7 separate regions of the Mus musculus genome follow, and all the other regions are linked to region 4. Evidence: chromatin contacts called from public HiCAR-type, HiChIP or PLAC-seq and promoter capture Hi-C data. All regions are on one chromosome and are shown on one strand. The core of a region is the stretch at or near the end of the contact, and the rest is flanking DNA. Distances in the headings are between cores, read along the strand shown. Region 1 holds the start of Ptpdc1 (protein tyrosine phosphatase domain containing 1). Region 2 holds the start of Phf2os1 (a long non-coding RNA gene). Region 3 holds the start of Id4 (inhibitor of DNA binding 4). Region 4 holds the start of Dek (DEK proto-oncogene (DNA binding)). Region 5 holds the start of Zfp169 (zinc finger protein 169). Region 6 holds the start of Fam120a (family with sequence similarity 120, member A). Region 7 has its middle 5.7 kb from the start of Gm25232.

What was found. Promoter capture Hi-C pulls out the DNA fragments that hold promoters and counts their contacts. HiCAR-type assays count read pairs that join an accessible place to other places. HiChIP or PLAC-seq counts read pairs in DNA pulled down with a chosen protein or histone mark.
Region 1: a contact with region 4 is called in a promoter capture Hi-C map of liver, with 5 times the contacts expected there. The contact joins the promoter of Ptpdc1 here to the promoter of Dek in region 4. A contact is called at or near these places in 6 of 39 promoter capture datasets (cranial neural crest, frontonasal cranial neural crest, hippocampal neurons and 3 more), 2 of 115 datasets of contacts at active chromatin or transcription factors (the NIH/3T3 cell line and fibro-adipogenic progenitors) and 1 of 9 other capture datasets (liver).
Region 2: an H3K27ac HiChIP or PLAC-seq map of extraembryonic endoderm stem cells shows a contact between it and region 4, with 11 times the contacts expected there. The contact joins the promoter of Phf2os1 here to the promoter of Dek in region 4. A contact is called at or near these places in 6 of 39 promoter capture datasets (cranial neural crest, embryonic stem cells, frontonasal cranial neural crest and 2 more), 4 of 115 datasets of contacts at active chromatin or transcription factors (astrocytes, extraembryonic endoderm stem cells, pro-B cells and 1 more) and 1 of 9 other capture datasets (adipose tissue).
Region 3: a contact with region 4 is called in a HiCAR-type map of astrocytes, with 4 times the contacts expected there. The contact joins the promoter of Id4 here to the promoter of Dek in region 4. A contact is called at or near these places in 12 of 39 promoter capture datasets (the 3T3-L1 cell line, 3T3-L1-derived adipocytes, cranial neural crest and 7 more), 2 of 484 Hi-C or Micro-C datasets (both in embryonic stem cells), 7 of 115 datasets of contacts at active chromatin or transcription factors (the NIH/3T3 cell line, astrocytes, cardiomyocytes and 4 more) and 2 of 9 other capture datasets (adipose tissue and embryonic stem cells).
Region 5: an H3K27ac HiChIP or PLAC-seq map of thymic regulatory T cells shows a contact between it and region 4, with 9 times the contacts expected there. The contact joins the promoter of Zfp169 here to the promoter of Dek in region 4. A contact is called at or near these places in 14 of 39 promoter capture datasets (the 3T3-L1 cell line, 3T3-L1-derived adipocytes, the C10 cell line and 10 more), 1 of 484 Hi-C or Micro-C datasets (CD4 T cells), 9 of 115 datasets of contacts at active chromatin or transcription factors (the 230-238 cell line, bone marrow-derived macrophages, embryonic forebrain and 5 more) and 2 of 9 other capture datasets (adipose tissue and liver).
Region 6: a contact with region 4 is called in a promoter capture Hi-C map of the HPC-7 cell line. The contact joins the promoter of Fam120a here to the promoter of Dek in region 4. A contact is called at or near these places in 3 of 39 promoter capture datasets (the HPC-7 cell line, liver and pre-B cells) and 2 of 115 datasets of contacts at active chromatin or transcription factors (astrocytes and cardiomyocytes).
Region 7: an H3K27ac HiChIP or PLAC-seq map of embryonic stem cells shows a contact between it and region 4, with 4 times the contacts expected there. The contact joins the enhancer-like site here to the promoter of Dek in region 4. A contact is called at or near these places in 4 of 39 promoter capture datasets (the 3T3-L1 cell line, cranial neural crest, hippocampal neurons and 1 more), 1 of 484 Hi-C or Micro-C datasets (B cells) and 4 of 115 datasets of contacts at active chromatin or transcription factors (embryonic forebrain, embryonic stem cells, large pre-B cells and 1 more).

Annotation. Positions count from the first base shown.
Region 1 is chr13:48,624,304-48,627,882 of GRCm38.p6, forward strand. Ptpdc1 (protein tyrosine phosphatase domain containing 1) reads right to left here and starts at 1,369. Exons shown (of 10, transcript NM_207232.2): 1 at 1,074-1,369.
Region 2 is chr13:48,869,011-48,872,683 of GRCm38.p6, forward strand. Phf2os1 (a long non-coding RNA gene) reads left to right here and starts at 1,941. Exons shown (of 2, transcript XR_003950516.1): 1 at 1,941-2,193. It overlaps Phf2 (PHD finger protein 2), which reads right to left and starts at 1,875. Exons shown (of 22, transcript NM_011078.3): 1 at 1,658-1,875. The coding sequence starts at 1,755.
Region 3 is chr13:48,258,621-48,262,691 of GRCm38.p6, forward strand. Id4 (inhibitor of DNA binding 4) reads left to right here and starts at 2,496. Exons shown (of 3, transcript NM_031166.3): 1 at 2,496-3,318; 2 at 3,665-3,727. The coding sequence starts at 2,878. The coding sequence ends at 3,709. It overlaps A330033J07Rik (RIKEN cDNA A330033J07 gene), which reads right to left and starts at 4,003. Exons shown (of 3, transcript NR_102303.1): 1 at 3,300-4,003.
Region 4 is chr13:47,103,947-47,107,977 of GRCm38.p6, forward strand. It overlaps Dek (DEK proto-oncogene (DNA binding)), which reads right to left and starts at 2,275. Exons shown (of 11, transcript NM_025900.2): 1 at 2,127-2,275; 2 at 1,626-1,791. The coding sequence starts at 1,782.
Region 5 is chr13:48,511,183-48,515,073 of GRCm38.p6, forward strand. Zfp169 (zinc finger protein 169) reads right to left here and starts at 2,254. Exons shown (of 5, transcript NM_026450.3): 1 at 2,113-2,254. A830005F24Rik (RIKEN cDNA A830005F24 gene) reads left to right here and starts at 2,388. Exons shown (of 2, transcript NR_165458.1): 1 at 2,388-2,447; 2 at 2,952-3,657.
Region 6 is chr13:48,966,156-48,969,808 of GRCm38.p6, forward strand. Fam120a (family with sequence similarity 120, member A) reads right to left here and starts at 1,905. Exons shown (of 18, transcript NM_001033268.3): 1 at 1,200-1,905. The coding sequence starts at 1,673. It overlaps Fam120aos (family with sequence similarity 120A, opposite strand), which reads left to right and starts at 1,957. Exons shown (of 2, transcript NR_015601.1): 1 at 1,957-2,449; 2 at 2,783-3,653.
Region 7 is chr13:48,564,720-48,568,639 of GRCm38.p6, forward strand. No RefSeq gene overlaps it. Among named protein-coding and RNA genes, the nearest start is that of Gm25232, 5.7 kb to the right of the region's middle. Within about 2 kb of position 1,747, at least 233 of the 459 cell types and tissues checked have an H3K27ac peak or open chromatin away from gene starts, as enhancers often do. A contact at or near this core is called in embryonic forebrain, embryonic stem cells, hippocampal neurons and 1 more, where this site is marked.

The DNA of each region.
Region 1 (3,579 bases), core at 119-2,618, 1.5 Mb after region 4:
ATGAGGTCTTAAGCAAATTTCATGCTGGTCCCAGTTTGTCTCTAAGACCTGGGTATCCACACTTTTTAAAAAGCCACAGGTGGGATTCCTGGGTAGCGAGAAGTTTCGCTACAACTGAACAGGAAGAAACCACATGGTGATGAGTGAGTGGTTTGAGGTCATACATGCGTGTTTACATTTTATTTCTTTCCACTAACAGCTCTGATTGTGGCAAATCACCCAAGCCTTCCTTTCTGAGGGAAAGACAAAAACAAAACAACAACCTGGAATGACACTTTGTTGTTAAACTCAAGAAAGCTTATGCTGTGCAGGGTGGGGGTGGAGGGTGAGGTGGAGGTGGATATATACATGTTCACACAGGTTAATAGTGCCCGCCATGATAACAGCTTCTCAGGCTCCTTCAGCTCGCAGTCAATGAATGATAGCTTGTGTTCAGTTTTTAGCATAGACAACCCTTGCTGGAATAATTTGATCAGCTATTTCCCTAAAGCACTGTTTCTCAAGCTCCACCCCCCTCCTCCCTGGGCCTTTGTTTACTAAATTTTCTTTTCCATTAAAATTTAATACCACAGGTAGGGTGTATCTATGGTGTGGTCCTCTGAAAGGCCACAAACCCTTTATTATATAAGAAAACACACACACCCCAGAGCAGGGACATCGACATCATCATCATCATTATCAACGTTGAGAATGCATGTCAGGAGAAAAAGTGACTTGGTCAAGGTCACGTGACTCGTTTACTGACAGAAAGAGGTCCGAATTAGGGATCCCAAAGTGGTAGCCTGATACCTGCTTGTGGCTGTCTTGTCTGCTTTATTTGTAATGAAGAACTAGTTGTCAATATTTCTAATCAAGAGATTTCAACTAAAACACCCAAGCAAGCCTCCAACTGCTCCCGAGAAATCCGAGTGTCGCAGCACTTGAGCAAGACAGAGGGGCGCCCGGTGGCCCTGGTCCCCCGCCCCGCCTCTAGGGATGCGCCTCCAAATAACGCCTCCCTGGATAACCCGCCGCGTAAGGACAACCGTCTGGGGACCGCTCGGCGGGCGCCTAACTGGCTGCGGACTCCGAACCTCTTGGCGCGCTTCGCTCTCCGGCTTCGGAGCCCTGGAGCCGACGGGTCGGTGTCTCACGTCTAGGGCCGGGAGGCGCGGGCGGAGAGGACCGGCCGGCCCCGGGCGCTGCTCGGGCGGGTTCCGCGGCGCTGGCCTGCCCGCAGGCCCGGCCTCCCGCCGCGCCTCTGAGCAGGGAGACTCCCCGCCAGGCGCGCTACACAACGTCTCCCTCGGGCGCGCGCACGGGCCACTCCACAGCCCGGCCGCCGAGGACGCCCTGTCGCCGCCGCGGCCTTGCGCGCGCCCGACCCAACAGCCAATAGCCGGAGCCGCTCGGTGCACGTGATACGCGCCAGCCAATGGAGACTCGAGGCGGCCCGTGACGCGGCGGACAGCTTCTAAGGTTTTCGAACATGTGGGAGCCGCTGGGAAGCCGAGCTGGGGCTTGAGTGGTCGCGGGCTGAGCCGACGGCGTGTGCGCGGAAAGCCCGGAGGACCCTCAGGGCCATGAGAGGGCGCGGCTGCCAGCCTGCAGCATGGGGGTGGGGGTGGGGGGCACCGACTCCCCACGAGCCCCGGTGCAGAGTCGCAGGAGGAGCGAGGACTGCTCTGGAGCTTCGCTCACGGAACCACGTGTTCCGTCTCAGCGCCCAAAGAAGAAGAAAAGCCCATATTATGCATCGAATGTCTTCATTTCCCCCCTAATATTCTTGAACTATTATATTTAATAGTCAATATTGTCTTGCACTATGACAGTTTAAATATGAATTTCTGGAGTTGGTCTAGTAGGGGAAAGTTGAATTATGTAGAGGGGGGAAAATGAAGACCAAGTGCTGTCATAAGTATGGGTCCTGTAGGTATCTGGTGAAACCACTGTACCTGTTAGCAACGATCCGTGTTGCTAACGAAAGTCCCAACTGCCACTTGTTCTGTAAGCATACTTTAACTCAAGTAGAAATTTCCCCTCGGTTGTTCTGAAACAGACCATCAGCAAATGTTCACTAAGGCAGTAATTTAAAGACACCAGTGCTGTAGCAGTTGGATGACCAAAGCTAAAAACCCATAAATACTATGTCTCTCCACAGTGGAGTAGGCTAGCCTAATAAATCTGAATTCTCCAACTCTCAGAGTGGTGTTTGGTTCTTCTTTGGTCAGTTTTCCATAACACCAGAGTCTCTTCCTTCTGTTCTCCTGCAATCCTTAGACTTTCTTTGTCAAAGCCTTGCCAGCATCTTAGCCTCTTGTGACTCCAGGTCTGGACAGGAACAGGGACCCTGTCATTAAGAGACCTGACTGGTCTCTGCCCTCTTGTAACAGAAACTCCAGGTTCCAGAATCCTGATCTAAACTCACAGGCATTTCTTCTCATTAAAGCTGTACCCAGGGATCCAGACATTCTGCCATGTCACCCTTAAAAAATCAGGTTTCCTTTCAATTTGTGTCATGGATCAAAATCGTAGACAGAGCACCATCCACCATGTCCTTATTTAATATTTTAATAAAGATCTTACTAGAAGCCTACCCATCAACTTAATCATATTATAGATCTTACATACTCAGTAACATGACCTCATGTAGTTGAGAAATGTCTTCACTAGGCACATTTCTGTTCTTAAGGAAATCCCATGCCAAAAAAGTGAGGGATGGATCCAGATAAGCATCTACCAGCCTCTGCTGAGTCCATGTTTTCAAACTCTACTAGAAGTCCTGTTATCTCATACAGTTCAGTAGAAATGTCTTTCTAGTGCAGGACACTGCTAGGCAAATTCTGTGGCGCTCTGTGCTAGATGCTTTACATATATTTTCTATTTTGTCCATGCCATTAATAGCTTTGTGATGATACAAGTGACATCGAAAGCTGTAAATGTATGCAATGGTGTCAGCGTTCGGAGGCTGATTATGGGATGGATCCCCAGGTATGGCAGTCTCTAGATGGTCCATCCTTTCGTCTCAGCTCCAAACTTTGTCTCTGTAACTCCTTCCATGGTGTTTTGTTCCCAATTCTATGAAGAGGCAAAGTGTCCACACTTTGGTCTTCGTTCTTCTTGAGTTTCATGTGTTTTGCAAATTGTATCTTGTATCTTGTGCATTCTAAGTTTCTTGGCTAATATCCACTTATCAATCAGTACATATCATGTGAGTTCTTTTGTGATTGGATCACTTCACTCAGGTCCATCCATTTGCCTAGAAATTTCATATAAACTAACCAGTACCCCCCAGAGCTCGTGTCTCTAGCTGCATATGTATCAGAAGATGGCTTAGTCGGCATTGTTGGAAAGAGAGGCCCATTGGTCTTGCAAACTTTAGATGCTTCAGTACAGGGGAACGCCAGGGCCAAGAAGTGGGAGTAGGTGGGTAGGGGAGTAGGTGGGTAGGGGAGTGGTGGGGAGGGTATGGGGGACTTTTGGGATAGCATTGGAAATGTAAATGAGGAAAATACCTAATAAAAAAATTAAAAAAAAAGAAAGTTGTAAATGGTGACAAACTAGCATGGCAGAAGGGCTTTAGGTATACTAAATGAGTGA
Region 2 (3,673 bases), core at 691-3,190, 1.8 Mb after region 4:
AAGCAAACAATAAACAACAAACCTCTTCCAGCATCAAGACTCATTATCTCACCCCCCCACCCCCTTCTCTGCCTCGGCAGCAGCCCAGCTGACAGGTAACCAGAGGTGCTATAGGTCTTGGATTGAGACAGGAAGAAGGGGTGCCACCACTCTCAGGGCTACTCAAGTCCAGATTCCCAGCGTTTCTGGATTTGGAGAGGCCTCCGGGCTATCACCCACTGTGATCTGGCCACAAACCCTTCGAGATGGATGCCAGTTGGTGGCTGTTTATAGTGGCCCTGTTTTGGAGCAGAGCCCAGGGGTCACACAACTCTGAGTGCTCTCCACAACCCTAGATATTTGGGGGAGGCAACACAAGATACTCGAGGGATTCCAGTGAGCCATACAGGACCACCCCTCGTAAGGCCAGCCAGGTTGCCCTACAAGAGTGGGCCTCTGTCCCAGGGCCTACAGATGTGAGAAGGCCCATCAAATCCTGGCCACCTAGCTCCCAACACTTAAAGATGACTAGACCAGAGACCACAGCTCTTTTTCAAGACTCCCTAAAGATCCTGGATGTGAGATATCAGAAGGGTCTTCTCTCTAGAAGGAAGGTCAGGGACGGTCCAGAACCACACACCGTTCTCTCCCTCCAGCCTGCTACTCGCTGTTAAAAACTCACACCCAGGGGACAGACAGACCTGTCCAGCTTCAGGCCAGCCCTCTTGAGGCCCAAGCACATCCCACAGGCAAAGTCAAACACAAGAGAACCTGTTGGAGCAGTTTAAGCAGGATGATCACCTCTTTCTCCTCCTCTTACTTCTAAGTAGGAAGGGACTTAGGCTCTTAAAAAGTAGACACAAGGCCAGGTCATGGCCACCGGCAAGGGCCCAGAGGGCGGGTTTAGTATCTCCAAGCTTACCTCTTTCCCTCCTCCCCATCTTCCTTAAAGAGCATAAGGTCATGTCAAAACTGGGGTTCCTCTGCCTGAAGCAGAGAGGAGGGAAATGGGGAGCCGAGCAGGCCAGGAAATGAGCGGCCAAGCCACAACACCCCCACCCCAACACACAGACACTCACGTCGGTCTGTCACTGCACTCCCGCCTAGGCCCGCAGGCCGGCCCGAGCCAGTAGGCACGCGGGGTCCCCGGTGGGGTCCTGCCCGCCAGGACACAGTCCCGAGGGGGTTCCCGGGATCCAGCACAGACGGGGGGCACTGGCCGCTACCTCGCTACCGTTCCCCCGGTCCACCCGAGCCCTGCCAGCTCCGGAGCCCGCCAGTCGCGCCTCTCGGGGGACCCGCGCCGGGCCGCGCGCCCGCCTCTCCCGGCCCGGCCGCCCCGAGCCCGCGCGGGGAAAGTTCCTGCAACTTCGCAGGGGGCTGGCGGCGGGGGCCCCGGGCCTGGGCCTCGTCCGGCTCCTGGCCTCCGCGGCCACTGCGGCCCCGCTGTCAGACGACCGGGTCCCAGCCCCATCGCGGCCGGAGCCCCAACTTCCCCGCGCCCCTCGCCCGCCCCGGCCACGGGCCTCGCTTTGTGCGCGGCGGCCGTACGCCCCCGCCCTGGGCACAAAAGGGCGCGCGGCCCGGCGGCCGAACGCGGCTGCGGTGCCCGGCGGGGCCCGGGGCGCGCGACCAGGGCGCGGGGCTCGGTGGGCCGGGCGGGCCGCGGCGCGCTCACCTGCCGTGGAACCAGTCCTTGCAGGCATCGCACTCGATCATAAAGCGGGTAACGTCGTAGGGCAGCCGGCAGACGCAGTACACGGGCACCGTCGCCATGTTGCCGCGCCGCCGCTCGCCCCGCCGCTGCGCTGCCCGGGTCGGGCCGGGCCGGGCCGGGGGCCGCGCGGCGAGGGCGGCGGGGGCGGCGGGCGCGGGCGCCGCGGCCGGAGCGGACGGGGCCGGGGGCGCTCGGCAGGGCCCGCGCGCGCGCTCGCGGCCGGGCGCGTCCACACAATGCCGGCGCGGGCTGCTGGGGCCGCGCCGGGAGCCGCCCGCCGGGCCGCGGGGCGCAGGGCTGAGAGTGCGCGGGGGGCCCGGCCGCGCGCGGGACACAAAGCGAATGGACGCGCGGGGGCGGCGGGCGGGGAGCCGCGGCCCCACCGAAGGGACCCCCGGCCGCCGAGCGGCCGCTACGTCAGCGCCCCGGGTGGCGCCGCCTCCGCCCGCCGGCCTGGGCCCCGCTCCCGCCGCCGGGAAGGCGGGCCGCGGTAGAAGGTGGGCCGCGGGCCTGGGGGAGCCAGCAGCCGGGCTCGGGGGCACCCCGCGGGAGAGGGTGGCCCCGGGACTCCCAGGGAGACGAGCCGCGGAGCCCCCTGCCCCCGACTACGTGAACACAGTTCGCACAGCCCTGCCTTAGCCAGAAGCAACTCCTTGGCCTTAACTTTCTTCTGACCCCGAAGTGGGATGGACAGGGGGATCTTCCTCCTCTTCCTGGGCCCGGCAGCCTCCCTCCCATCCCGAACTGCGACTGAGTTGCTGGCTTTTGAATAACCTCCCCTTCCCCTTCTTTCTAGCTGGGGGCTGCCTTGCTTCCTCGTACGATCCGGTGAACTTTCCCGATGCTCCGGCAAAAGTCAGGGGACCCGAGAGTGAACTGTTTGTTGTAGGACACAGCTTACCTGGGATTGGTGCCGCCCAGGACCCCTTATTACAACCCATAGACCCACAGACCTTAGGAGCGGAGGACAGTCCAGTGAGTCGCAACTGAGCCACAGGACTGCTGGGGAAGACAAGGGGTTATGTTGTCGCTCTCGCCCCTGCAGTCTTGCTCTGAACTGGCTCCCTGGTCTCACCTGTCCTGCTTAGAGCTTTTTTGTTGGTTGGTTGGTTGGTTGTTTGGTTGGTTGGTGAGATATGAATGAGGGTCCTTCTCTGTCCCCTACCCAGGTCGACCCTGATGAGCAGGGCCATATATTTAGGAAGAAAGCTGTCTGCTAGATCTGCTTCCCCTTTGCCTGTCCCCACACAATACGTGGAGATGCTAGTCTCTGCAGATACATTCCAGAGTTTCAGACCTCTGCTTACCTTGACAAGGCAGAGTCCCAGTTATCCCTGCCCAGAGTGCGGCTGCCAATCAGCTCCATTGCTGGCAACTCAGAGGATAGCCTGTTATGGAATCTGCCCTCAACCAACCCCCACCCTTCCCAAATAGGTAAACCCAGGGCCACAAATCAGGATCCGAACCAGGGCAAGCACTGTGTAACCTAAGGGCACACATGTGGCAGGGGAGATAGGAAATTGGGGCGGGGGGCGCAGACAGGTTACCCCGTCAACCTGTACACAATGAATTCATTTCAAGCTACCTGCCTGAACTCCAGCTGTCCCCTTGGGTCTCCTCTGTACTGGATGGTCCTTCCCCTTACAAGGCAAGAAACAGCTGTTAATCCCCTGTCCCTGTCACCAGGCATGTGTCCTGGTGGGGTAGGCACTGCCCTGTTACCTAAGGCACTCTCCCCAAGAGGTGGTGCAGTTGTCATTCAGCAGAAGTGAAAACTGAAGCTCAGAGCAGTTAAATGCAGAAGGGAAGTAGCCTACCAAAGGTGGGGGCAGAGGGAGCAAGGGAAGAGGACACCCCTGCCCAAGTCCCGAACCTGTTCCTCTCACCTCACCTTTCCCCCAGAAAGCCTGTTCTCCTTCTGGTGGGGTACTGACCACTGGGTGCCTCCATTTACTCTCCTTATCTTCTGACATTCTC
Region 3 (4,071 bases), core at 1,246-3,745, 1.2 Mb after region 4:
TTAATTCAGTTTTGCTGTCATCTAAGTATCTATGTCGAAGAATTAAAAAAAAATGCATGAACTCTAGTGTGCTCTGGTTTCATAGGCCCCAAAGCACAAGATCATATTCCTTAATCCCATTGTTTCCTGTTTTATGTAGCACTTTAATTTTTTATTGTCTTCATGCCTTCTGACCCTCCAAAGGAGGCATATAATAGCTGCCTCTGCCTTCTCTATAGACAGGGTTGGGGGGGGCACATTTTTCCTGGGTATTCTTCATCATCTAGTGAAATAATCTGAACTCCTACTCCATCGTGGTAACCCAATACTGCTACCTTTAAGCTCTGTCATGCCACAAGCCCTGAAACTTTTGACATTTGGCACAGGCAAGGTGTGGATCTCTAAGATAAAGCAAAGAAGGTCTGTTACATATTTATAACTTTAATTGTATTGTGGACAAGCTTAGCCTAGATGAACTTTTGATATATTGTGTGTGCTCTGAACATAGTGAGGGTTTTCCCAAAACATGATAAAACATATGTATGTATGTATGTATGTATGTTTGTACATATGTTTGTATGTTCAGTATCAAATGTGATAACAATGGAAAACAAATATACTAACTTTTGCTCACCAGGACTGCTTCTCCCAACTTTCTATCTAAAATCACGGTATTTACACACACACACACACACACACACACACACACACACACACACTCACACACACCCGGTCTGGGTTTATACTAAGAATGTGTAAGACTTTGGAAGAGAACACTACTTAACATTTTGTCATTTTTCTCAGTAAGTGTGGATGGAGACTGTGCGTGCACAAAAGCAACGGAGAATGTCATTTGTTTCCAATAATTAGGGACAGTGGCCTCTAAGGATTTAGAGGGAGGAAGATGGTTACATCCATCTATGAAACTGGTATTTACTAGTCTGCTCCTCATTTCGTCAGGAAGAAGGAATGCACTCTGGAAACCGTGGTGGCCAAAGAGTCACAATGTACACGCATGGCGAAACAAAACGGCTGCCTTGTATGGGTATCAGAGTTCTGAAAAGCAGAAAAGAGGAGCATGAAGCCCATCCGGGGTGGTCAGAAGATGTGAAGAGCACATCTCTTTCAATTATCAGTGAAAATGAAGGCAGCAGTCCGTGTCATGTATGGGGAAGGAAGAAAATTCTCGGGTTAATTCATCTTCAAGCATGTCTAAAGGTGGGAGGGCTTGCAGGGGGAAAGCACTCGAAATTCATTTCCCATGAGCTGTGAGCTTTATGCTCATTTGCCATCTGAAGAGCTTGGTTGTTTTTTCTTGAAGAGGACACACAAGCAACACTTATTTTGAACCCTTGAAGGACTGTTTTTCTGCTAAAAAGCCACACACACACACACACACACACAACACCCTTAAAGAAACAGGCCTTGTAGCAGGGTGGGGCCTAAGCAGGACCCTGGAGATGTGAATGCTAATATTTCGTAGCTCTACAGGGAAGCCTCTGGACTATTCTTATTTCCTTATTCAAATCGAAGTGCGCTGAAATATATGAAGCTGTGCATTAATGGCTTAAATTAAGTTACAGGTATGAATTTTACATAAATCAGATTAATATTATATGTCATGGTGGAATTTTAAACACTTCGTGTCCGTGCATTTTTTATTTCTGCATGCTCTAATTTAACACCCGCAAAGGATTGCATGTCTTAAGCCCACTTCTGCATCTGGATAGGTCCAAGAAAAACCCACCACGATCTTGGATCTTGTTTTATGTGTATTTACCTTCATCAGAAATCCTGCACTGGATCCGGCTTTCGACATTCTTTTCCTATATTTTTCTTTTACTAAGCTTTAGCCTGCATGTATATGCATACACACATACGGGAAGGCTACCCGTTTTCATTCCATTATAAGGGCTTCGCAATTGTGCAAAGATGAATGGTGATGCCGAAGGAGGATAACATGGACAAATGAACCAACTCGCTTCTTGAAAGCGAGTCCTTCTGAAAGCACTGGAATCTTAGGGACTGAAGGCCTGGGGACTGAACTCCCCCCCTTGAAGAGTGACAGGGGACCCACAAACAAGGCTCAGAGTCCCTCAGCAGCTTAGGCCCATGGAGAACGCATTCCAGCCAGCACATTCCCCTAGTTCTTCGTAGGAACTTCTCTCTCTCTTCCCCTCCCTCGGGCACTCTCCATCCTGGCCCGACTCCCACCCGGCTCTCATTTTCTCAGATTCACCCCTCCCACAGCGTTGACGGAATGGAGTGCCCTTCCCATTGGCCCGAGCGTCATTCCCCGAGGTGGCACTGTCCTCCTGATTGGCTGGTCACTCCCGACCCCCCGCCCATCCCCGCCCTCGGGTTGCCCGGCGCCCCGCCCTCGCCACCTCCCTCCGCGCCGCCGCCCGCGCGCCGAGCTCGCCCGCGTCCGGTTCTTGTGGCGACCCGGCCCGCGCGCTGGCCCCGCCCCCAAGGCGCGCGGCTCTACAAATACTGCTGTGCCGGAGCCGAGCGACGCTGTTGAGCTGGGAGGCGCGGTTGGAAGTCGTTACTTTGAGGGGGGGCAGTCACCGGGCGATCCACCTTAGTCGAAGCTCAGAAGGGAACGGCTCAGGGACCAGGGTGGGCTACTTTTTTTATTTTCCGGGGCTTTTGATTTTTCTTGTCTTTTGCTTCGGGCCGATTGTCGCTCACAAAAAAAGAAAAAAAACAAAAAAACAAAAACCTGAGATACCCTTTCCAAAACCCCGAGCAGCTCTCCGGTCGATTTCTGGAGCTCGGAGCCGCCGGGTGCTGCGAGCGCCGGACGCGCAGGAGAGGGGAGCAAAGCAAATTGCGGGCGGGGACCCGGAGCTCGCTCTACCGCTTGTCGCGGTCCTCTCGCGCAGGAAGCGCGCGATGAAGGCGGTGAGCCCGGTGCGCCCCTCGGGCCGCAAGGCGCCGTCGGGCTGCGGCGGCGGGGAGCTGGCGCTACGCTGCCTGGCGGAGCACGGCCACAGCCTGGGTGGCTCGGCAGCCGCCGCCGCCGCTGCGGCGGCCGCGCGCTGCAAGGCGGCCGAGGCGGCGGCCGATGAGCCGGCGCTGTGCCTGCAGTGCGATATGAACGACTGCTACAGTCGCCTGCGGAGGCTCGTGCCTACCATCCCGCCCAACAAGAAAGTCAGCAAAGTGGAGATCCTGCAGCACGTTATCGACTACATCCTGGACCTGCAGCTGGCGCTGGAGACTCACCCTGCTTTGCTGAGACAGCCGCCACCGCCCGCGCCACCTCTCCACCCGGCCGGGGCTTGTCCGGTCGCGCCGCCGCGGACCCCACTCACCGCGCTCAACACTGACCCGGTGAGAAGCCTTGGCGGGGCACCCTGGGCATCGCGGGAAAGGTGGCGGGGCGGCGAGATACGGGTGGTCTTGCTCCTCTCAGGGAATGACAGCCGCTTCTCCCGTCTCCACCGAGAGCCGCCTGCTGGGCTTGGTGATCCACTGGTCCCTGAGCCGAGGGCGGTTGGGACTTGGAGCCCTGCGTCTCCGGAGTGTCCCTTGCATCACAGGAGGCTTCCCCAGCTTCGGGCTCGGGTGGGGACTCTGCTCGCCTGCCTAGTTTTCCAGGACGTCTCCTGGGTGGTGGCGACACTGTGATATGCGCACTCTAACCGTTTTTCCCCTTGGTGTTGGGTTGCTGTTCCAGGCCGGCGCCGTGAACAAGCAGGGTGACAGCATTCTCTGCCGCTGAGCTGCGATGGATGGCCAGGTGAGCGCTCAGGTCCCCGAATGGTTAGTGGGCTACCATGCTCGCACCTCCCCAGGGGCTGCCGGTGCCAGGCACTGCTGCGATCTTTGTCCCCTAGCATTTCGAAGCGTAAAAGCCCCGGGGACACCCATACCTCTCTGCCACCCAGTTAGCGAGACAGTCCACTTAGCTTTCCAACTCGGGGGGGGGGGATCACTCTCTGCGGAGCCTCATCAGCTGTGGTCCCCGCCGCCCTCGTTCCTCTGCCTGTGACCGACAGGCTCTGCTGGTCTCCTCTACCTCTGAGAGGACACCCTCGTGACCGTAGAAACTATCCCAGTGTCCCAAGATCTCCCAATCCTCCT
Region 4 (4,031 bases), core at 1,025-3,524:
GTCCCTAAAGAGAAAACTGAGTAAGAAGGAACCAGATTAAAACTGTGAAGGACTAAACCTACAAATAGCACTTTTAAAAACACAACCAACTTATTCAGCTAGAATGAAATCCAGGATCTTCTAAAGCACTCAATGACAGCCTCCCCAGACACTACTGTTTGGGCCTTTTATACAGAATGTCTCACTTTCTTTCTGCCCAAGAAAACTCACCACCTCTAGAACTCTAGTATCACAACTTTGCCCCACTAGGAAGAAAAACAAACAAAAACACACACACACACACACAAATCCTGTAAAAGTGTTAAAGTCTTAGTTATACTGATAGTGCAGTCAACTTTCAGTCATTATTGTTAGCATTCTTTCTAGGCTCCGCCCAACAGTTACCTAGCAACAGCCAGGTAGGCCTGGCTGGCTATAAAAGGGTCTATTTGTACTCTCTTAACTCTCTGCCCCCTTTCACTTTCTCCCCTTCCCCTCTCTCTCCACGTGTTCCTGGCTGCTCTCTCTCCTCCCCTGCCCCAAATAAACTGTTCTACACTACACTTATCTATGGCTGGTACCTCAGGGAGGAGGGATGCCTTAGCACACACTGCCATCATACCATGCTCTAAAACACCACATCATTGACTTTATAGAACACACCAATTATAAATAATCTAAAAGCAATTTAAACAATTCTTATTAAGATTTATAATTAAAGCCAAGGTTGTACTTAAATGACACGCTCCCATAAGGTCTTAGAGCACATACCACTTCAAATAATAAGTATGCCTTGTCCTCTTAACCTAGATGGTATTTATAAAAAAAAAAAAGAAGAAAGAAAAGAAAGAAAAGAAAAGAAATGACAGTTTGGGAAGAGCACTTTAACCTTTAGGCCTGCTCCCAAGTCTGGCTGAGCTGTGGCCATCTGCACCATTAAGCTAGATTGTGAAGCTGTGCCTTGGATTTTCCAATAGCTGAGCCTGTCGGGTAGACTGATGCATGCACTCTGACTGACACAATGCTTCTTCGCCCCGCTCTGCCTCTACTCAAATGAGGCTTCTTACCACCCTCCTTGGGTCAGAATCAGTCCCCAAAACCGAGAGAGCTGCGGGCTCCCGTTCTAACTTTCAGTTCAGTTTTCTCATTTTTAAACTACTTTCTCCAACAGCAACAACTTTCACGGCAAAGAAAAGCACTCCCACAAGAACCCTTATGGGGGAGGGGCGGGGGAGGGAATCAGCAGCTACACACAGCCGAGAATATGGAAATGAAAACATTTCCAGGATTTGCAAGAATGCCTTGCAGTGTTGTTTCGTTACGGAACCTCGGGGTAACTTCAAAAAGCGGATCTCAGACTTACAAACTCCCTAAACGAACGACGAAGTGTTCTGAAGGCGCATCGGGAAAAGGCTCTTGCTACACTTGCACCGAAACCTTGGCAAATACTCAAAAAAAAAAAAAAAAATCCAGATTCTCTGCCACTGATTGTTAGCATTCGCGTGAAATCCACCACTCCGACTTGACGCCTCTAAGCGTTAAAATGCAAGATAACTGTTTCCCAAAAGGAGCGAGGGAAGGGGAAACTTTTGATGTGGGAAAAAAAAAAATCCACCCGTGAGGGATGCGTATCCCTGCCCACCCACCTTTTTCTTCCTCCTCGTCCTCTTCATCATCGTCTTCGTCATCCTCCTCCTCCTCCTCACTCTCTTCCCTGGGACCCGGCATCTCGGGTTCCTTCTCGGATGAGGGCGGCACGGGGGCGTCCTCTCCCTCCGCAGCGGGGGCCGCCGCCGCCGACATGCTGGGGGCCTGCGGGCGGGGAGGAAGCCGCACGCTTCGGTTCTCTCGCTCGCGCGGGCATGGAGCGTGCCGAGCGCCCAGCGTCAGCTCCCCTCCAAGTCGCCTACCCTGGGTCTGTCACTCGGCCCGCCTCCCCGGGGATGCCCGAGGCGGGAAACCGCACCGCCCTCTCAGCCGCCCGCGCGCGCTCCCGCCCGGCCTGCGCCGCCCCGGGCCGGCTCGGGCCCGGCCAGTGTGGCCCAGGCGAGCCGAGCCTTGCGAGTCCCCTCCCCCGCGGCGGGCCTCAGTGCTTCTGGCCGCGTCCCCTCCCCGCTGCCCCGGCGCCTCCCCGCCGCCGTCCTCACCGCGGGTGCGCACGAGAAGGCCGCCGCTGTGTAGAAGTCGCGCGGGGCCGAGGTCCTCGCGCCGCGCGCTCGCTCTCTCTCGCGCTCTCTCTCTCCCCGCTCCTCAGAATCAACAAGATTTTCAAAATGGCGGTTCGGGAAGCAGAGCGGGAAGGCGCCGGCCAATCAGCGCGCGGCGCTGGGAGTTGGCGCGCGCGGGAGGGCGGGCGGGAGGCGGGGCGGCGGCGTCTCTCGCGGGCTGCCCGGGCGGGGTCTCGGGGGGTCTGCGGTCCGCGGGAGGACCCGGGTCGCGGCGTCCGGCGGGTGGCTGGGTGGGTGCACGGGGTGGCGGGCGGGCGCGAGCCGGGGCCTCCGCGCTGAACGGTTGGACGCTAGGGGGCCTGCGAGCTTCCAGCCTCCCGATCCCGGGAGAAAAATGACCGGCCGTCCTGGGCCGCGGAGCCGGGGAGCGTCTGGAGGTGACGAAGTTGAGGGATCCGCCGAAGTCTTTCTCGACTCGACTTCACGCGGCGATCACCCCGCGGACGGGGTTGATTCGGAGCCACCACGTTTGTTTCCGAGGGGTCGTTCGAGATGAAGGCTTCCAAATGAGACCTACTTGCGAGGCTTCCCGTCGCCGGTACGCTGCACCGTGACAGGGACCCACCACGTTAAGTGCTCACACCACCAGCGACATAAATAGGTTTCAAACCGGTGAATGTTAGACAGATTCACCCTCTTCCTTTCTCTAGCCCCCTTGGTCTCCCCTATAATGCAGATACGGTATTTGTCCAGCCACACTCTCCTGTCAAGAATTCTAGGCAAGCCCTCTGATACCTTTTAGAGTCCACAGTTTAAAAGCAACATTTCCTTACGTGCTCTCCTATGTGATTGTCTTCATTTTTTCCCTACCCTGAGAATAATCTCCCTCCCTCCCTTTTTTTTATCCAGTCAACCTGGTGGAAATATGATTGGTTTCATTTGCCATAATAGTCTCCAAGTTGAGGGACAAAAGTTAGACTTTATTTTCTTCTGTGCCCCTTTTGTAAACATACGCAAAGTCCTGCTATTTTTGCTTTCAGATCTTAAGCCATCTCCCATTCTACTGATTCTGCTCACCTTTCTTTGTTTTTTAGTTTGGGTTGCAACAGAGCCCTTTCCAAGGGCTACTCTCTCTGCCTTTTCCCACTAATCACACCTCAGCCAAAGCTATTTTATTTAGTTTGATCTTCTGCTTATAAGCCTCAGATGGTCCCATCATAACTTGGAATAACCTCCAAATTTCCATATCACAACGTGTAAGATGCTACTTAACTGGCTGCTGACCCTCTGTCTGATGGCTCCCTGACACAGTTGGCCTGTCAGTCACACATGCCTTCCCTCATGTTCCTGCACATGGCTGTCATTCACACTATCTAGGATTTACTCTTCCACTGCCAGGGCTGCTCCTTCCTATTGTCATCAATGAACTCGGTCCTTCCCATCACTTATCTCTGGTCAAGTATTTCTCTTACCTCCAGGCCATCACTGTTTTGATACCATTCTCATCCGTTCCTTTATAAGTACCGAATCCTCTGTCCATCATAACAGGCCTGCCATCTTGAAGACGAGACTGTAGTTGAGACATTAAGCAAAAATACATAGATTGTGTGGTAGTGATGCAGCAGTCACAGGGGGATCTGGAGTACCAGCAGGGGGGCTTTCCTTTTAAAAGGTCAGTGATTAAAGGAATGAGAGCGGAGAGAGACATGGTATGCTCTAAAGGATTATCTAAGCTGGGCAGTGGTGGCGCACACCTTTAATCCCAGCACGTGGGAGGCAGAAGCAGGTGGATTTCTGAATTTGAGGCCAGCCTGGTCTACAGAGTGAGTTCCAGGACAGCCAGGACTACACAGAAAAACTCTGTCTCGAAAAGCCAAAACAAAA
Region 5 (3,891 bases), core at 1,004-3,503, 1.4 Mb after region 4:
TAGCTGTACAGATAGTTGTGAGCCTTCATCTGGTTATTGGGAATTGAATTTAAGATTTCTGCTCACTCAGGTCAAGCCCACTCGATCTGGCCAAAGATTTATTTATTATTATAAATAAGTACACTGTAGCTGTCTTCAGACACACCAGAAGACGGTGTCAGATCTCATTGCGGGTGGTTGTAAGCCACCATGTGGTTGCTGGGATTTGAACTCAGAAGAGCAGTCAGTGCTCTTACCCCCTGAGCCATCTCAATTTCTTAGCTCCAGCTCACCAGCATCAATAGTCCCAGTAATGCAAAGTTTTCACTTTAGTAGTTCTGGTATCTTGTTATTTACAGCAGATTCTTCAGCCCCAGCTAACCAAAACCACAGAATCTTCACAATAAAAATAGCAGCGGCACTGATAAGAGTCTTTAGTCTTCCCTCTGAAATTTCACAAGCCAGGCCTCCATCTTGTGCACTGTTCTCAACATTATCTTCCAAGCTCCTATACAACATCCCACAGAGCTCTTAATACCGAATGGATCTTCTAGCCCAAAGTTCCAAAGTCCTTCCACAGTCCTCCCCAAAACATCATCAGGTTGTCACAAGAATACCCCATTCCTGGTACCAATGTGTCTTAGTCAGGGTTTGTATTCCTGCACAAATATGACCAATAAGCAAGTTGGAGAGGAAAGGGTTTATTCAGCTTACACTTTCCACATTGCTGTTCATCACCAAAGGAAGTCAGGACTGGAACTCAAGCAGATCAGGAAGCAGGAGCTGATGCAGAGGCCATGGAGGGATGTTTCTTACTGGCTTGCTTCCCCTGGCTTGCTCAACTTGCTCTCTTCTAGAACCCAAGACTACCAGCCCAGAGATGGCACCACCCACAATAGGCCCTCCCCCCTTGATCATCAACCAAAAAAATGCCCCACAGCTGGATCTCATGAAGGCACTTCCCAACTGAAGCGTCTTTCTCTGTGATAACTCCAGCCTGTGTCAAGTTGACACACAAAACCAGCCAGTACAGACAATAGGGCAACTGTACATACAAGCTCACTGCAGTTACAACACCATGCACAAGACCCGTGCAAGCCCAAACCAGAACAAATCTCAGCACAGAGACAAGAGTTCGGCACCAAATACCTAGTACCAAGCTACGGCAATTACTAGCTGCTGGGAGAGGAGGAGAAGGGTTTCTCTAAGAGTATATAGCCCGAGGTAAGCCAATAACAATCCAATGAAATATTCAAGAATATTGAATTCAGCATAAGTTAGTCTTAAAGGGTTTTGAAACAAAAAAGAAAGATAGGTCACAAAGATAGGTGGACTGGGGACAGAATTTTCAGTGGTGAATATAATCAAAATGAGTTGTATATATAGATCAGAGAACTAAAGAGAAAAGGAGAAACCAGGCTACACCGCCAGAAATTCAGGGAGCCAACAAGCCCTGGGTCATGGGGGAAATGTCTCTTCCCATTACATCACTCCAGGCTCTTGGAAGATCCCAGAGCTCAAGGGAGCCACACAAGGTCATTAGCCCACAATGTGTAAAAAGGCCACCCCCACTCCCCCCTACACACATATACACACAGGCACGCACGCGCACACACATACACACCACACACACAAGCCTTGTCACACACCAAGACTCCAAACTTCAAGACTAGCTCTAGTCTCTTGGTCTTTGCCGTTGCATTCAGCCAGGCAATTCTGTATGTTTTCCCCGCAAGGCAAGCGACCAAGCTGTATTTCCAAATTCATGATGAGTGCAGCTCCCCAAGACTTCTGTCCTCACCAATTCAGACATTTGTTCCTGTGGAGGATGGCTCTGATCCCTCACAAACCTCAACAGAGAGCGGGGGTGGAAAGGTGACATCTAGATGCCCCAGGTCCAATCTCCCTGACCTGGCACTAACACAGGGGACACACCTACAGCGTCATAGCCTGGGAAGCAGGCCAGACTGACCTGTAGCTTGTTTAGGACAAGATAGTGGACCCCTAACCCCGTTCTCACATGGCCCCCTCCCCATCCCAGGGTCTTCACCGAGACCCTCCTCCGGGATGGGCAGAGAAGCTGATTCCACTCCCAAAGACTCCACGCATCGAGGATGGAGCAGCGGCAGACACCTGAACCTTGTGGGTGGCCCACGCCAGCTCTCCGGACTCTTCCCCGCCTGGAGGGATCTGCAAGAGCCGAGGACGTCTGCACTTTCGCTCACCAGAACCGCAGTAGAATCGTCCACAGGCACAGGTGACGACTGCAGGATGCGGAAGTACACCGACCGGGGTGACGCGCGCGCACTTCACTACCCACGCAGCGCTAGAGATGGGGGAACTACAATACCCAGAATGCCGCGTACTGCAGGACACCCCATGCTGACTTGGCTGCAACCCGAAGCTTCAGACTATAGGAGGGGCTCCCTAGCACTGCCGGACTCTTTCATTGACTGCAAGACAACAGGGTAAGATCTTAGAGAAACAGAAAAAAAGCAGAAAAGCCAAACCGAAGTAATCTTTGCGTACTTCTAAGGAAGCTCATTAATCAATTCTTTTAAAAAAGATGTGCTATCTAGATGCCTTCCTCCTGCCAATTCAATCTTGGTTGGTTTTTTGTTTGTTTGTTTGTTTTGTTTTTTTTCTTTTTTACGTGCCTGTGAGTCGTGTGTTTTAAACTGCAGCATGTGTGGATACTGTGGGTGTTGTTTCTTGAAAATAATACTTTTTTTAAAAAATGATTACAAAAAGACAAGGGCAAACTAAGTTTGAAGATATTCATAGTGTAATGTTTTAAACTATTTTGCTCATACAAAAAAACACTTCTTGGTTGTAACAGAAAGACAAAAATCTTTGCGAAAAGACTAGGAATTTGAGCGGAACTCAATTTAATTGAATTTGAATTTTCAATTGTATTTCTAGTATTTGACGTGAGCAGTATTTTCAAATTATTTCCCATTTGCTTCTTAAAGTGAGGTGGCAAACAGCAGAAGTCAACAGGGACCAGATTCAGTCTTCCACATAAAACAAGCTTTAAAAGGACAACATGGACTAAGAAACCGATGGGGAAGCACTGCACACAGAAACAATGGAGGAATATCAGTGATGTGGACAATAAACGAAGTGAGCAGCGAACTCCCCTGGTGAGAAACCGTTCTGGCACAGAACAGAGAAGGGAGACCCGAGCAAGACCTGGAGGTCAACCTGAGACGAAGCCGGGGCCCTGGGGAAACCAAGGCAGCTTCAGTTCAAAGGACAGTACGAAGGACCAGAGAAATCCACAGAGGTTCAGTGGCTCCTTCCTCGGGCGTTCACCGAACACTGACAGCACGCGACACACAGCTGTGCCATCCCAGGGAAAAGTCCCGGGAAAAATGTCAGTGGGAATAAAGGGGGTGAGGAACAACACCTCTTCCTATGAGGCCATAAAGCCTTCAGAGTTGTACATAATACCTGGAAATGGTTTCATCTTGATAGGAAGACAAGATGGGGCCCCCGAGCCTTTCTTGTTTCACCTAGGAAAATGCAAAACTAAGCCTAGAAAAGATCAAATTGTTTACAAGTAACTTCATTTTATTTTTTTTTAAGTTTGAGCATACTTAGGATACACGCCACACTTGATAAGGCAAAAAACATGGAATGTCAAGTTTTCAATTAAAAGATGTCATGCCAGTAAAATGGGTCTATATTGTTCAGATAAAGAAAAAATAAAATCAGTAAGAATAATACTAGGAAATAAGGAGAGGCGCTGGAGAGGTGGCTACCGAGTGTTAAGAGCACTTGGGAATCTTGCAGAGGACCCAGGTTCAGTTCCCAGCATCTATAAGATGGCTCACAACTGCTTAGAATTCCACTTCCAAGGATCAGATGCCCTCTTCTGGTCTCTACAGACAACTGCATGCACACAGTGCA
Region 6 (3,653 bases), core at 655-3,154, 1.9 Mb after region 4:
GCTAACATGTGGAGCTCTCCCTCCTTACCCACCAATCAGGGCTAGTGAAGGTCACTCAACACTTCCTGTGCAGCAGAAAAACAGCTCTCACAAGCTCCTGCCTATGCCAAACGACCCCCAAATTCTTCTTCCTGGTCCTAATTGCTACCTTCATAGTAGACATACAGAACTGAACCACTTTAAAACTCAGAGAACTGACAAGAGCCCATCTCATCAAATTCACAGTACCATGAAATCTAAAACCAAAACGTTACCATAGACAATTTCTCCAAACATCTCATTTTCAAAGGTAGAAGAGCAGGGCATCTGCCTTGAGAATTAAGAGATCAGCCCTGGTTTATAACAAGGTTCCTTCCTCTCCCACAGCTTTGGAGGCTCTGTTTTCAGCTTCCTGTGCCTAAGGTCCTGGCAATATACTCTCATTATTTATTCTCCAGACTTCCAAGATAAACCTGTTGCTGGGAAAGAGTGGGTTAATTTCGACAGATGGGTATATGCTTAAGGATAAGGCCAGTGGGTAGCCTGTCGGCCTCTCAGGGGAGGAGAAAGACTGAGGATGTGGGAGACGACACCACCGATCCCACTTTGGGTGAGGGTCTATCCACCAGCCTCAAGTGTCATATGAACAAGTCTATGGGCCCACAGAGGCCAGAGAGTAGGGAGGAATGTGGTGGGTAGACTTCAACCACACCAGGCCTAAAGGCCCGGGCATCCATCTTGCTCTAGGGCCCCTCTGCCTAGCTTGCATCAAGCCTGGGCATGGTGACACGCTATGTCCCGAGAGGGGCCCTGAGAGACACTGAAGCCTGCTGAGGCCTTCCACGGGCAGGGGCACCCAGGACTCACTCTGGGCTAGGCTGGGCTTCCCGGAACTAGTTCAGCGCTGACAGTGACCTAAGAGACCTCCCAAGTCCAACCCAAATCCAAGCCCAAAAAGACCCTAGGCCAAGCCCCAAACCCCTGGGCCAAGGAACCTCAGACTCAACTCTGATCGCTACCCAAGCAATCCCAGGCCCAGCCCGAAGCGCGAAGAGGCCTGTAGCCCAACTGTGACTCCTGTCCAAGTGACCCCAGACCCCAACCCTGACCCAAACCCGAAGGGAATCGGTCCAAAGGGCACCAGGCCCGATCCTGACTCAGGCCCAAAGAGACCCCAGCCCCAGCCCTGGGAGACCCCGGCGAACCGGCTGCAGCCGCACCTTGACGTGGAAGCGGATGAGCGCCAGGCGGATGCAGTGGGCCATACAGACCGGAGGCAGGAACCAGACCTTGGGCGGTGGCGTGCCCTTGTTCTGGACATGGCTGACGATCTGCTGCGCTGTCTGGCGCTCGTTGCCCTGCCGCTTGACCCACTCGTGCAGCCGGGCCTTCTCGAGCGCGCCATTGAAGAAGACGAAGAGCTCGATGTTGCCTCCGAAGCAGGCCTTGGCCAGAGCCGCCAGGTAGCCGAGCATGTGGTTCCACTGGCCGCCGCTCACCCAGTCGGTGTAGAAGCCACCGTACAGGCGATGCAGGCAGTTGTCGGCATCCACCAGCAGGCGCAGCGGGGTCTGCGGGGGCCGCTGCCGCCCGCCGCCCACCAGGCTGCCCCGGGCCAGCTTCTGCAGCTCCACCGGCACCACGGCGCTCGGACAGTGCTTCTCGATGTAGTCCTGGAAGCCCTGCACGCCCATGGCGGCGGCGGCGGGGCGCGCGCGCGCGGGCGGCGGCGGGGCCGGCGGCGGCGGGGCTGGGGGCGGCAGGGCCGTGGCGCGGCCGGCGGGCGCGGGCAGCCTCAGGGCTGGCTGGGGCTGGCCGGGGGCGCGCTCACGGCCGCCGCGGCCGCCATGTGCTGCCGCCTCCCAGGGCCATGTCTGGGGAGGGACCTGCGCCGCCGCCGCGCTCTGCGAGGCCGAGGCCGAAGCTGGGCCGGGCGGGGCGGCGCTGACGTCGGGCCCGCCCGCGCGGACGCGGGAGGCGGAAGAGGCGGCGCCGGGGCCGCGGCCGGGCTCCCGGGGCGGCGGCGGCGGGGCGGAGAAGGCGGAGCGCTACTCGGCTTGTCGGGCCCTTTAGGGGGCCGCAGCCGGGCGGGTTCGGGGAGGCGCCTGGGCCCGTGCAGGCCGCGCCCGGAGGCCGCGGCCTCCGAGGCTGGCTCCGCCCCGCTCGCGGCTGCGGGCCCGGTAGGCGTGGCCGGCAGCCAGCGCTCCTCCTCCGCCGCGTGTGTCGCGCGGCGGGGTTAGGGGGAGCCTGGAGCCCGGGAGCGCGAGCCGCGGAGGAGGACGGCGGCGACAAGATGGCGTCGCTCCCGGGACGGGACGGCGGCTTCACGGCCTGGTGTCGGGACCCGGCTGAGGAGACTCCCCGAGAGGGGCAAGCCTCCCCGGCGTGCGCCGCCCTCCGGAGACGAGCGGACGTGCGCTGCCTCCAGGGGCTCGGGCTGCGAGGGTCCGGCTAAACCCAGGCGCCGACGGTACGTATGCTGAGCCAGGACCAAACGTTCTGAAGGAGAAGCTGTCCGCTGGGGACCTGGGCACGTAGCTCAGTTGGCACAGTGCTTGTCTGGGATCTTCGATCGCCCAGGGTTCGATTCCCGCGTGTTGCTTAGGCCGTAATCCCAGCATTCTGAAGTGGAGAGTAGAGGATCAGAGAAGTTCAAGGTCATTCCATCCAATTGGAAGCCAGCCTGGGCTACATGAAACCCGCCTCCCGCTCCCCCTTCCCCCAAGAAAAAGGAGCGGTTTTTTTTGTTTGTTTTGTTTTGTTTTTTTGCTTACCTTCAATTTTTCATCTGTTCTTTTTCTAGACAAGCCGCTGCTGGAGCGGGGTGCACTGGACACAGGAGTGACCCATCCATCGCACAGAACACCAAGTTCATGCAGACTCAAAGCCCCCCATCAGAGTCTTCGAGAATAGGCAAACTGAATTCTATAGTTTCTTTTAATTTTTTTTTCTTTTAAAGACTATTTTTATTCTTTGACAGTTTCATGCGTGTATACAATGAACTGTGATCATAACACCCCATTCTTCCACCAATCTCAAACACAGGCTCCTGTGATGTAGACAGATGAAATGCGCTTAGGGCCTTGATGGATTTTCCTTAATTTTTTTAAACCCGATACGTTATGCCACTTATGTATAAAATTAGTGATGAGGCCACTAGTCCGCCTAGCTGAGTAGAAAACTTAATCCCAGAGTAAGTAATTCCATGTCATTTAGAAATTAAGATTACACTTAAAGCCTCACTAAATAATAACATCCCCCAAAATAATCAAGTTTTATGTAATTCACAGCTAGTATACAAGATTGCACATGAATCACTTGTATTTTCTTAACAAGATTACATTCCATATATATTTCATTCACTTGTTTAGGTTTGTGTTTATTTTTGTTGTGGTTTCTTGTTTGCTGGCCTGCTTGGGCTAGCCCTTTGCCATCCTGACTGCCTGGCCTGTTTTTTATTTCTTTTAAACATTACTGCTTTTATTTATTTATTTTAAAAAGGGAGAGGGGAGAAAGCTTTTGTGCTAGCACCCATGATTTTGGAATTAAGCATACATTTTATTTTAAGACCGTAGGATGGTGATCCTTCTAAAAGAAAGTATCACTCTCCTTAAGAGAGCCTTGGCTTTCTGTGGCCTCCCAGGTTGTTATACAGATGTTAGCAATGCCAGCTT
Region 7 (3,920 bases), core at 497-2,996, 1.5 Mb after region 4:
CACTGTAGCTGTCTTCAGACACTCCAAGAAGAGAGCATCAGATTTTGTTACGGATGGTTGTGAGCCACCATGTGGTTGCTAGGATTTGAACTCAGGACCTTCGGAAGAGCAGTCGGCACTCTTAACCGCTGAGCCATCTCACCAACCCCCTACTTTCTACATCTTAATTTCCTTAGAACTGTGCTAGCATGGCCTTTCTCTTAACTTCCTCTATGGGACAATGGTGCACTAGAATGGAGGTGAAGGAGTAGCCTGGGTTCTGCTCCTGCTCAAATGATCACCTGTTGTTTGATTGCTTGAAGAATCAGGAATGTCAGGAATGACTCACCACACCCAGCAGGATTGCAGCATGTGATAGAGCATGTCTATCAGGGAGCTGGAGGGCTGTGATGGAGCTGAGCACCTCATTCGGTGTTCCACCTGCACGGTCCCACTCATTCATCACAGGACCACCACATGAAGCCAGCACAGATTTCCTTTCACTTCAGACGATTTATCAAATCTCTTCTGCTCGTGTAAGGGACCAGGACAGCAGCCCTGACTGATGAATGAATATGAACAGGGCTCCAAATGGAATCTGCTTTGATGCTTTTCAGGCAACTCTGGACCTACTCTGAGACTTGAAGTTTGAAAGTGATAAGCTGAGAATCTAGCCTGTACGCTGGCCAGGCTGAGAGGGAAGCAGAAAGATGGCTGGGGATGTAGGTCAGTTGGTACAGGGCTTAACTAGCATCTAGGAAGCCTCACATAAACAAGTCATGTACCAGGTGGAGGCAAGAAGACCAGAAGTTCAAGGTTGCCCTTGGCTAAACTACATAGTGAATGCAAGGCCAATTGAGATACATGATGCCTTATTTCAAAGAGGGTGAGTGTGGGGAGCTGGGACAATTCTGGATTGACATAAACACTGAGATTAAAGAACCCTAACAGTGGACTAATAAAAACGGGGCTGGATTTAGTGACTCGCACCGGTACCCGGAAGGCAGAGGCAGGAAGCTCTCTGTGACTTTGAGGCTCGCCTGGCGTACATAGTAAAATTTTGCCTCAAAATAAAAAGCTGGGCTGGGCGGTGGTGGCACACGCCTTTAATCCCAGCACTTGGGAGGCAGAGGCAGGCGGATTTCTGAGTTCGAGGTCAGCCTGGTATACAGAGTGAGTTCCAGGACAGCCAGGGCTACACAGAGAAACCCTGTCTCAAAAAAACAAATAAACAAACAAACAAACAAAAAAGTTGGGAAAGTGTGGATGGCTCTTAGAAATGTGTCACCAGAATGACCCTCTGGCTCTGTTTTCCTGTGGAGGGACAGAGAATTATTTGGTCTTCTCAGAACAAAGGAGCAAAAGAGCTCACGTTTAATGGTCCTGTGTCCAGAAAGCCAGTCCCTTCTGCCAGGTGAGCACATGTGGTCTCCTGTGGCCTTCTCAATCTTCACAGGATTGGCTCGGAATGTCCTATAGAAAAGAGCCGTTCTGCCTGGGGCTGCTGTCTGTTCCCAGTGTGTGTGTGCCCCTCCTTCGGTATGGGCTGCTCAAGGGTCCCTAACCTAGAGGGGGGTTGGGAGGACTCCAGAGTGTTTCTAGTCAGGCCTGAATGAAGGCCGGGCTATTGTGTTCAGACCTCTAACTTCGTTTCTGACAAAGGGCCTTCTAAAGCAGCATTTTTCATTAGCCCAAAGGTTTATTTTGCAGGCAGCTTTTCGCCATGACTCAGTTTCTGGCCCACAGCCAGGAGGCCTTGTGTCAGAATTCCTGCAGAGGAGGCCTCCGGGCCTTGGCCTGACCTCCCTCCCAGCCCCGCGGAAGACTGTACCCTTTCCTAACCGAGGTTAGGGAACCGGCATTCTTGTGCCTTCAAATTTAAATGATGTCAACATTTTAAATCACTGACCCAAAGAAGAAAATAAAAAATTATGTGGCTATCACAGCTATATCTCCTCCGTGTGTTTTAAATATAGAAAGCAGGAAGCCAAACATCTGGCAAGCGAGACTGTGTGCTGAATGTGTGGTGGCCAGGAAAACCAAGAAGAAGAAGAAGAAAAAAAGCATCAGTCAGAGTCTAGAAAAATGATGGTTTACTCTTACTGAGTAATATTTAGAGACAGGGACTGAGGAAGGATGGAAGGCAGCTGTTACAACACAGATTGGGTTGTTTTTTTTTTTTCCCCAAATCCAATCCTTCAGAAATTCTCAAGAAAAGGAAAACTTAAGAAATAAATTTCAATTTATTCAAAGACATTTTAGAGTATAAAGTAAAATAGCCTAGGTCTCCTATTTTAAAAATACAGCAAATCGCTGAAGTTCATTGGGGATCCACAATCAGGTACTAGAATTCAGTTAGAAGGTCTACTTACTTTTTTTTTTTTTCCTCGAGACAGGATTTCTCTATAGCCCTGGCTGTCCTGGAACTCACTTTGTAGACCAGGCTGGCCTCGAACTCAGAAATCTGCCTGCCTCTGCCTCCCGAGTGCTGAGATTAAAGGCGTGCACCACCACACCCGGCTGTCTACTTACTTTTAATTCAAAACAATAGCAACAGCAACAGTAATAGTAACAACAGGAGGAGATGGCCCAGTTGGGAAAATATTTGCCATGAAAGCATAAGGACTCAGGTTCTGATCTTCTAGCACCCACATAAGAAGCAAGCAAACAAACAAAAACAACCAGGGCTGGCACTGTGTCACTGTGACTCCAGAGCTTGGTGGAAGAGACAGTAGGTTCTGGGGACTCGGTGGCCAACCTGTCCAGCCACACTGTGAGCTTCAGGTTCAGGGAGAGACCCACCCTGTCGTAATAAAGTGGAGAGTGACTGACGAAGACACCTGGTATCAACTTCGAGCCTCCACAAGCACACACTTAGGCATGTACACACATGTGGGGGTTACAGAGGCAGGATTTCAAAATAATAAAAAAAAATCGAGTAGGATTCACCATACTAGGTATAACTGAAGATATAAGGACACTTGAATTCTGATATTGCCTGTGGGGAACATAATGGCCCAATCACTCTGGAACGTAGTTTTAAGAGACATTCAAACACTCAAATATGGAACTACTATATCATCCAGCTGTTCCTAAATATCTACAAAGGCTTGAATGAAGCAATACCAATCTCATGAGCCTGTGACTGGATAAACGGCTATGGAGTGAGCTGGCGTGGTGACACATACCTTTAACCCCAGCAGTTAGGAGGCAGAAGCAGATGGGTCCCTTACAGTTCAAAGCCACATAGTGAGTTTTAGGGCAGCCAGGGCTACATGAGAGAGACTAGTTCAAAAAAACTAAAAAGGTGGAATATCCACTGGGGACAATATTATTCATCCATTAAAAGGAATAAGCTGCAGGTACATCTTGTAACAGGAATGAACTTCAGCCAAATGATGCTGAGACAGAAATCTGACAGAAAAAGGGAACATTGTTTCTGATTCAGCCTTAAGCTGCAGCCAATCCACAGTCAGGTCTGTGGCCTCCCTGGCTGGGGAGGGAGGTTCCGTGCACTGTCTCAGGAGGTTCTTAGGGTCCTGGAGACATCCCATACTCTGACTGTGGTATTGGTTTCAACGACATATGTCAAAGCCCACTCAATCAGGGCTACAGATGTAGTTCATTGGATAATCATGCTTGGTGTGCAGCAGGCCCTGGGCTGGATCCCTGCTAGCACACACACACACACACACACACTCACACACACTCACATTCACACACACACATACACACACACTCACTCACACACTCACTCACACACACACACTCTCACACACACATACACACACATACACACACACTCACACACATACATACACACACACTCACACACATACATACACACACATACACATACACACACACTCACACTCACACACACTCTCACACACACATACACACACACACACACACACACACATACATACACACACACATAC